Regions from separate parts of the Sus scrofa genome. Here region 1 is linked to region 2. Evidence: chromatin contacts called from public Hi-C data. All regions are on one chromosome and are shown on one strand. Each heading gives the region's core, a stretch centred on a gene start, on an enhancer-like site or on the middle of the called end of the contact. The rest is flanking DNA. Distances are from core to core; before and after follow the strand shown.

Region 1 (4,825 bases), core at 879-3,378, 130 kb before region 2:
AGGATTGTTTCCCTAAAATCACGATCTATCGATCTATCGGGCCTTTTTGGTTGAATCTTTTGTGGCAGCAATAAATCAATTCCTTCTTTAAGAGTGTAAGAGAAGCTGTGAAGAAATCCTGCCAAGAGTGAAGATGAAACTAAATATGGAAGGAGAAAAGGGACAGAACTGCTACTAATGAGCCAGGCATGACAGCTGGCTTCAGGGATTCATTCACTCATTCATTTTTCATTCATTTAGCCACCCATTCACTCAACACATATTCATGGAATTTTACTATGTACCAGTAAGTCTACTGTGAGGGGCAGATCTCTGAATAAAATAGAAAAGATTGCTGCTTTCTGGGAGCTGCAGCCTGGTAAGGGAGATAGACTAATATGACACAATTATGTGACTATAATTGTGGTAAGTGTTAGGAAGGAGACACGCGGGGTGCTATGAAAGCAAATAGCAGGGCAGTGATGGTTCAGAAAAATTTCCATGAGGAAAGCTAAGCCCTGGAGCATTAGCCAGATGAAAGAGAGGGGAGTTTGGGGAAATGACTTAATCAGGAAATAATAGCATGAGTGAAGGAAGAGTCAGGTGAAAAAGTGAATCTCAAAAAAATGAAGTCATCTCTAAAGAGCAAGTGAGCAAAACTCAAAGAAGACAAAACAAATAAAGCCAAACCACAGCGGGAGAAAAGTGTGCTCCAAAAAGCTGCAATGGTGGCAGGGGAGTGGGGACCCCCTCCATCCATCTGGCTTCCATCCCTCCCACATCGATAGCAAAAGGCATTTTGTGGAAGCAAAAGGCCAAGTCCTTAAGGACTTAGGGACTCTGGGACTGAATCCCTAAGATGTTACCCTAAGGCAGGCAGATGCCGTGAATTCTTTGTAAAATTGATGTGGTTATTAACTGACAATGGCAAGGTTAGAGGTGGGGATAAATAAAATTACTTCCACAATGATGTGGCAGGCAGTGTCTAAGCACTCTGTATGTATTTTCTCATTTAACAAACATCCTGCATCGTGGGTAGCATGCATTTTATATTCTAAAGAGAACTGCAGTCTGGAGAAGCAACTGGCTCAGAGTCACAGATGGAGGTGAACCAGCTCCCGTTGGTCTGACTCTTCTGTCTGTCCACACTCCCACTCTGCTTTGCAACCTAAGAAGGACCCAGAGAGCATGTCTGGTCTCAGCCTGTCATTTTGTAGGGGAACTTGGAGCTCACAAAATTCAGAGACACATGGAAGGTCTTGGGATTAATGGCCAGTGTGGGATTAGACCTCTGGTCCTCATCACTAATCCCTCTGTCCTTGTTTCTTGCTGTTTTGTAAACATAGTAAAACACACATGAGAATTTTCAGGATGGGATGCCAAAACTCCACACAGATTCATCCTCATTTTCCTTGAGTTATGCCCCCCTTTCCCTGAAAACTTCAGTGTTGAAATGCGTGGGAGAAACTTCCTCTTAAAGAAGGAATTCCTGTCATGGCTCAGTGGTTAACAAAACTGACAAGCATCCATGAGGATGTAGGTTCGATCCCTGGCCTTTCTCAGTGAGTTAAGGATCTGGTGTTGCTGTGAGCTGTGGTGTAGGTCACAGATGCCGCTCCAATCCAGTGTTGCTGTAGCTGTAGTGTAGGCCAGAGGCTACAGCTCCGATTCAGCCCCTAGCCTGGGAACTTCCATATGCTGCAGGTGCAGCCCTAAAAAGACCAAAAAAAAAAAAAAAGAAAAGAAACTTCCTCTTTAAAAAAAGCCACAAACTAGGTATATTTTATAATGAAGCAATCACACCTTATTTTTTAATTTGGATGTTTGTATTTTGAACTATATTAAAGCAGGACATGTTTGCATCAAACAACTGATTTGTGACTATTGTGTAATTGTTTTCTAATTCTTCTACTAAATAGTCTTAAGGTATATAAATATATTGATTAGCTTCTCTAATAGTCTCATACCCAGAATAAAATTTTGGCCCATACATTGAATCAGTGAAAGAGTACTGTAGAACAGGAAGATAAAAAAATGATAATCATTTGCTCCGTGAGAGAAGAATTCTACATCTGTTGGTATAGAGTTGCTTCTAACTAGTTTTAACTCTAAACATATCACTCATTCTTCTGTATCTGAGAAATGAAGGGATTATACCTGCCGGTCTGTATGATCCTTTTTAGATTTGAACTTCAATGAGATGGTGAGTCTTGGAGATATATTTACAACTAGCCCACCCTCTCCTCCTGGACAACCCCCAGCCACCATTCTCACTGGTAACCCCTTAAATTCGATTTCCAGCCCTTCCCTTCTGGGCCTTAGAAATACTAAAGGGAACTTCCGACATTTTCAACTCCTGGGCCTGAGCGCCCCCTAGGCACACAGAGATGAACTGTAGCTCTAGAAGAAAGTGGGACTGTGGGAAGCTGGTGTCTCAATAGGGTCAGCACCAAATTCCTAAATTTCCCTGTTTGTATTTGGAGGCAAGAATGTGGGGCAGAAATGTGGGGCAGAAAGGGAGCTTGGAAGAACAAGATGGAGTGGATGGCAAGCTCTGTCATCAGTAGACACTGCAGGGGCTCGTTGGGCTGTCCACCTAACAACAGGTGCATTCAGAATGGAAAGAAAAAAAAAAAAGAAAAAAAAAAAAAAAAAAAAAGGAGTTCCCGTCGTGTCACAGTGGTTAACGAATCCGACTAGGAACCATGAGGTTTCGGGTTCGGTCCCTGCCCTTGCTCAGTGGGTTAACGATCCGGCGTTGCCGTGAGCTGTGGTGTAGGTTGCAGATGCGGCTCGGATCCCGAGTTGCTGTGGCTCTGGCGTAGGCCGGTGGCTACAGCTCCGATTCGACCCCTAGCATGGGAACCTCCATATGCCGCAGGAGTGGCCCAAGAAATAGCAACAACAAAGGAAAGAAATGCGCTAGGGGCCAAGCAGACCCTGCCCCATGGAAATAAGTCAGTGGCTACACAGCGACTGTGTTGGGCTAAAGAGCAGTCACTGGAAACATTTTACTGCTCAACTGAAACCTTTTGCAGAAAATGATCCAAAGGTTATTAAACGTCTATTATTCACGTTGCTTACTTTGTTTTCCTGTCCCTATAATTATCATACATACATTTTAACAGATTTCGTCTTTGTGTATATATCACTTTCTCTGCTTTTTTCATTTCTGATACTGTTTTGTAGACATACTTCCCACATTCCCAGTCCACAGCCGTTGTTCTAAACCTCTTATCATGTGGCTAAACCATAGTGAGACCCTTACCGAGAAGTGGAGTATATTCATGCATGTGTATATGTTTGCAGTATATGTGTGCTTTGTGCATGTTTGTGGTACATATATAATGTGTGAGACTGTGTGTGCCGTGTGTGTGTTGTGTCTATGTGTGTATATGTGGTATATGTTTATGTGTGTGGCATGGTGTGTATATTTGTGTGTATATATTTGTGATATGTATATTTGTGTCTGTGTGTGTGTGGTTATGTGGTGTGTGTATATGTGTGGTGAGTGTCTCTGTGCTTGTGCATGGTAAGGAGAATGGTGTGATGAGTGTGGTATGTATGCTTCCATGTGTTTGTGTGTGTGGCCTGCAGTTTGTAGCATAAACCTTGGAGGCCAGGAGCTTTTACCTCCCACTAGTGATAGCCCTTCAGCCAAGACTAGCTTAAGTCTTTGTAATGCAGACCTGCCTTCTCTGTCTTTAAAAGCCCTAGTAGAACACTATTTGGGCTGCTGTCCAAATCTGTGTGCCCAAATTGCAAATCTTTGATTCCCAAATAATGAGTCTTTTTGCTTAATTCCCACCTGCAAGGCTTATTTAAGTTGACCTCTTGTAGGCATTTTTGCTGACAACCAAGGTTGTGGAAATGTGAAGGTTTTTGGCCATGGTGCTCATGTTCCAACTTTTGGGGCACTGAGAGGGAAGGGCTGTAGCAGAGGGAGCCCAGGTTTGAGGGTTCCAAACCACCACCCGAGGTGCCCCAGAGGTGGTACCTCCCCTGCTAGGTCATTTCCATGTTCTGGAGGCTGTTTCTGGAGCCCCAGACTATATAGAATCTGCTCCTTCAGCCCTTCTGCTAACTTATTCCTTTATTAGCTTCGTTCCCAATCATTAAATTAACTCCTAGTTAATATAAATAAAGCAGATTTCTGTTTCCTGTCCTGAATCCTGATGGATACAACTTTTATTATTTGTATATGTTATTAATATTATTGTATAATAATAATATATTATTGTATGTAATAATATATGTTATTATGTTATAATGTCAATGTATTATTACATATGGTATATGAATATATTTTATTTGTATATAGTAGTACATAATATATGTAATATGTATATATTCAATAATATTAAAATAACAGCTACCACATATTGGTTGTAATTTTTATAGACTCAAATGTTTACAGTTGTTATCTAATTCCATCCTCCAGCAAAATCACACACAGTCATCAAGGGGCCCAATCAGGGTGTGAAGCTAGGTCTTTCTGCCACCAAAGTCCAGGTGCCTAACCTGTGCACCTACTCTTCCTTCTCTGGAGGAGCTCATTGTGCAGCAAGGATGGCTACCATGCAGTAAGAAATGCTGAAAAGCACTGTGGGCCCTGGGGCTGTGGGAGCCCAGAAGAGAAAATGCCTAATTCTGCCCGGGGCTTAGAAGTCCAAGATGGCGTCTGCTCTCCACCTTGGCAAAGGGTCACGACCTCTAGATTTCTTAATATGTGGCGGGACCCTGCCACAAAAATCCAGTGGCCTGTTCCTCATGTAATGTGCATGTTTGCATCTGTCCTTGCTTCCAGGTGAGTCATCGCAGGCCTGGGACATCCACATTCCTTTGT
Region 2 (4,785 bases), core at 153-2,652:
CAAATATCCTGACCTCATTAAGCAAAGACCCCAAACTTTTCACTGAAGGGGAGAAGCCTGCAACGTCCGGCCATGAGATCCTTGGGGCAGGGAGGTGGGGAGGGGCTGGAGCACACAGAAGTCCTCTGCTCCCCGAAGACAGCGATCCTGCCTCTCGGACTGCTCCCTCTTTGGTTTTAGGACGTGGCTTTGCTGGGCTGGTGTCAAGCATGACCCTACCACAAGCTCAAGGACTGGGTTCGGGGGTCCTGTGTCTGCCCAGATGGCACATCCTCTCTGGCCCTCTCTCTGGTTTTGTGCTCAAAGTTCCTTTCCAGGGGTGAGCTGGGTCCACCCTACCCCAGATTTTCCACATGTGGGTAGCCCTGCCAACTTGCCCCCCTCCCCAACACCACAGCATAATTTCATGGGGTGCTGCTGGAAATGCCACCTGCTTGAGAGGTGGCGGAGTTGGCCACGAGACCGCTTCCTTCAGCAGACCCATCAGTGAGTCCTGGGGTTAAAGCTCAGCTGGAGGTGGGTGGGTTGTGTTCTGGCTGCAGACAGAGCTAAGGCCTGTGTAAGAACAAGGTGAGGAGTTCCCGTCGTGGCTCAGTGGTTAACGAATCCGACTAGGAACCATGAGGTTACGCATTCAATCCCTGGCCTTGCTCAGTGGGTCAAGGATCTGGCATTGCCGTGAGCTGTGGTGTAGGTTGCAGATGCGGTTTGGATCCCATGTTGCTGTGGCTCTGGCGTAGGCCAATGGCTATGGCTCCGATTCGACCCCTAGCCTGCGAACCTCCATATGCCTCGAGAGCGGCCTAAGAAATGGCAAAAAGACAAAGACAAAAAAAAAAAAAAAAAAAAAAAAAAAGAACAAGGAGAGATGAGGGAGCTATGGGAGCGCGAGGTTGTGCGGGAGGGCACTGCTATCTTTGCAACCAGCAGCCCACTCCTACCGATGCCTGGAGCCACCTGCTCAGCCTTGCCCTTGAAGTTCTGTGCCTCTGGGCAGAGGAGCAGGTGGGGGCTGTGGGCTGAGCTGTGCTAGGTTTTCCTATGGATAAAGTCAATTTGGTGCCTGAAAGGCTGGCCTTCAGAATCTAATCACACAAATGAGAATTTGACCTGCTTGTATCAAAATCACCTGGGGCTTCCCAGAGACCACCCAGGAGCTTCTGAGTCAGTGGTTCTGGCTGAGGCCTGTGGATCTACCTCTAGATCTAGGCTTAGAATTAAAAAAAAATTGGATCCACAAATGGTTACAGATCCCTACTTCATATAGAGCACAGGCCTTGTCTGTGCCTCAAATCACCCTCAGACTGGGGCCTGAAGAAGGGGACCTGGGGGGCTGCCTCCCACAGCAGGAAGCTGTTCTAGCTTATCTTGCCGAGGGAGCCCTTCATCTGAGGGGCAATGCTGCCACCTGCTGGTACATCCTAGAAACGTCTCCCATCGTCAGCTGCCTGGTGTAAGTGGAGGTGGGATTCAGGGGGCGTGGCCCAGCCCTCCCTTTCCCGTTCTGCCTTCGAATGCCCAGTTCTGAGAACTGCAGTGTCCCCCCAGTCCTGTGCCTTTCCTGGAGCCTCTCGTTTAAACCCATCTTTCTTGGGCACCTGCCAGTCAACAAGCAGATCTTGCCCTGGATTCGGTTCAGTTTATCACACATTTGACCCCAGCCAGGTGTGGGCTGGCCACACCGAGGGAAGTAGTGCAGGGGAGTGAGAAGGGAGGGCGATTCGGATTCAGCAATATGGATAATTTCCATCTGAGCTGAGGTTAAGTGGGAGTCAGGCAGGTGAAAGATGGGAGAGGAGATTTCAGGCAACAGGACTAGCAAGACATTCCGGCTGCTGGAATATGGAAACGGAATGGTTTTCCTTTTAATCCATTTCTTGGCTACCCGCCAGAGGATGAAATGCAAACATTTCCCCTCAATTTCTGAGCAGATGTAAGGATTATGAGAAAGGGAAACCAGTTTTCAGTTGCTCAAACTAGATTCTGGGTTTTAGAGGCCTCCAGGGCTATTATAAAAGTACAAGAGAGAAGCCTGGGTTTGAAAGAACGGGCCGAGTAACCAGGGGAAGCAGAAGGCAGGGAGGGCTTCTTCCCTCTGCAGAGGTCTGGCCCACGTGGGGCCAGGGCTCCAACTCACCACTCCCAACCTGGCACCTGGCCCCACAGGGCCCCAGGGGCGTATCAAGGCCCCAGAGGGAAGTGGCTGCCGTGCCAGGACGTGCTGCCCTCCCAGCTTTGCAAAGAGCTTCCAGGTCCTGAGAACGGCAGAGAGGCAGCTATGGGCCCTGGCTGTCTCCATGGCAACCCGTGGAGACAAAGTCCAAGGACCTCTGGGCCTGTGAAGGACTCGGCGATCTCGACATAGACCCAGAAGTAGAGAAATAGGCCTTCAAACCACAAAGAAAACAAAGGAACTCACTGTTCCTGCACAGCAGGGTCTGTAGCAGATTCTACTGATAACAGGTACAACGAAGGTCGAGACATGGCACGAGAATCAAATGGAGAAGGTGTACCTGTCGTAAGGTGGGTGAATCAAACCATCTGGGTCGTGGGTGGGAGGCCAGTAGTCCAGGACATTCTGTAGCTCTCGTGGCTCCAGGATTGGAGCCAAATATTCTCCTCTGGCCTTGTTTTGTGCCCCAGAAGGTTGGGGTCCTCTGGCTCCCCAGTGCCAGCTCTGCACTCCTTCTGGGGCCAAACATCATGGGGGCCAAGTGCAAGCATGGTCTGCTTCTGCTCCTAATGCTTCAGGAAAGAACTGCATGCCTTTGAAAGACAAAACAATCATCCTTTAGTGGACTCCCATGATCCCCAGGAGGGAGCCCAAATCCTTAGCATGTCCGAAGGCCCTGCATCCTCATCTCTAGAGCACCAGCCCCTTCCACCTCCTCTCACTCCAGCCATCAGAAGGCTCCCAGGTCCCTGTGTTCTCTCCGGCGCCTCCCACCCTCTCTGGACTAACTCTTGCTCATCCTCTGGGCCTCTGCTCCGTCATTTCCTGAATCTCCACCACTATGGCTGAGCTAAGGGTTTCTCCTGTGTGCCCCCATATGCTCTGGGTTTGCCCCAGCATGGCTCTTAGCAAACTTCAAATCACCCGCTCACTTCCTCATCTGCTTCACCAGAGTGTGGACCACTTGATGGCAGAAAGTGTGTGTGGACCCCTTCTACGGCATCCGCACAGCACCCTGATTTAAGGAAGGCATTCAGCCAGGTTTCTTAGAGGAAGTAATATTCAACATGAGATGGAGAGGATTAGGGTGGGGGCAGGGGTGTGATTTCAAAAAAAGAAAGCATGCCAGCCTATGCAACGGACCTGGGGTCGCAAAGAATGCGGCATATCTAAGAAGCATGCTAAAGACGCTGTGGCTGGAGAGGGAGTGAGCAGGTGGCCTGAGACTTGGTCTGAGAGGTTCTAGGTGTGGTGGGAAGTTACCAACAGAAACATTCTCCTGTATCTTCTCTTTCCCTTTTTACTCTCATTGAACTCTGGCTCTCTTCTGGAACAGTTCCATGCAGGCTGCTCCAAGGGTGATGGATTTTTCTCCTGTCTTACAGTGTACAGGGTGGGGCAGGTGTCTTTTTCTTCCCTTCTTGCTGTTTCGGGCCATTCTTTTAGGAAATTCCCAGCTCTAAAGGTCAAGTCATCAGCCTGCAGCCCCTCCTTGGTACAGTCTCCCCCAACCCCAGATCCCTTCCCTTCACTTCACATGTGGCTCTTAGCACCTGGCTCACTGTCCCTCTCACCAACACCATGGTGTGCTAATTTGGGAACTAGAACCTCATTCATGTACCTGGCTGCTCAGTTCCCTGATGGCCTCTCCTCCAGCGATCTCACACTCCACCCTACTGCAGATGCTCTAAAGCCCGACACTGATAAAATCCACACCTCCTCCATATTCCCAGTTTTAGTGTATGTTCCTCTCTGACCAGCACCTCCCAACTTCCCGGGGCGCTGTTCCTGAAATGCCATCAGCAACAAGCCTTCATCACAGCGGGATCACTGGCTCTTCTACCTTTTAACTCATCCTGCTCCCCTCATGTCCTCTCTCCCTAATTTATTCAGTTTAAATCTCATGGTTTATCACTTTTTTTAATGATTTTTATTTTTTCAATTATAGTTGGTCTACAGTGTTCCATCAATTTCTCCTGTACAGCGAAGTGACCCAGTCTTTCTCTCTCTCTCTCTCTCTCTCTCTCTCTCTCTCTCTCTCACACACACACACACATTCTTTTTCTCACATTATCCTCCATCCTGTACCATCATAAGTGACTAGATATAGTTCCCTGTGCTATGCAGCAGGATCGCATTGCTTATCAACCATGGTTTATCACTTTAATCACATATTTTTTTCATACCTCTTCATCCCCAGTACATCTCCTTGGCTTCACCGTATTGGTTTGGAAAAACTCCCTCCCTGGTTAACTCTTCTTCTGAGCCTACTCCACTCTTGTGCCCACACAGCTGACCATGGCTTGAGGAAAGTACACAACCTTCCTGACGGGTCTAACTTTAGTTCATGACCACTAACCATTGAAGTGGGACTTCAGTGATGCCCGGCAGTCATGGCCCCATTCACCCTCCTACTCGAATATTTCGTACCCGTTTCTCTTCAGACCTCCCACCCCTCCGCCCCCACCTTCCACCTCAGTCTTCTGCCCATTGCGGTGAGAAGAAAGCAGCCCTGGAAAGAGCACTTCCCCAGCCCCACCCCCACCCATCACCCCCCACACCTGCATCTGCGTCCATCTGCGTCCATGTCTTTCAGCTTTTCTCCTGTCCCT

Evidence for each region. Hi-C and Micro-C count contacts between places; a contact is called where the count stands out from the background.
Region 1: a Hi-C map of alveolar macrophages shows a contact between it and region 2, with 2.9 times the contacts expected there. The contact joins two enhancer-like sites. A contact is called at or near these places in 1 of 5 promoter capture datasets (liver), 10 of 47 Hi-C or Micro-C datasets (alveolar macrophages, embryonic fibroblasts, fetal skeletal muscle and 5 more) and 2 of 2 datasets of contacts at active chromatin or transcription factors (alveolar macrophages and skeletal muscle).

The regions. Positions count from the first base shown.
Region 1 is chr9:123,651,579-123,656,403 of Sscrofa11.1, reverse strand. ZNF648 (a long non-coding RNA gene) reads left to right here. Exons shown (of 12, transcript XR_002347093.1): 2 at 4,787-4,825. Among named protein-coding and RNA genes, the nearest start is that of ZNF648, 53 kb to the left of the region's middle. Within about 2 kb of position 2,128, at least 9 of the 83 cell types and tissues checked have an H3K27ac peak or open chromatin away from gene starts, as enhancers often do. A contact at or near this core is called in alveolar macrophages, where this site is marked.
Region 2 is chr9:123,519,173-123,523,957 of Sscrofa11.1, reverse strand. The region is part of intron 10 of ZNF648 (a long non-coding RNA gene); the gene reads left to right. Among named protein-coding and RNA genes, the nearest start is that of ZNF648, 190 kb to the left of the region's middle. Within about 2 kb of position 1,402, at least 7 of the 83 cell types and tissues checked have an H3K27ac peak or open chromatin away from gene starts, as enhancers often do. A contact at or near this core is called in alveolar macrophages, where this site is marked.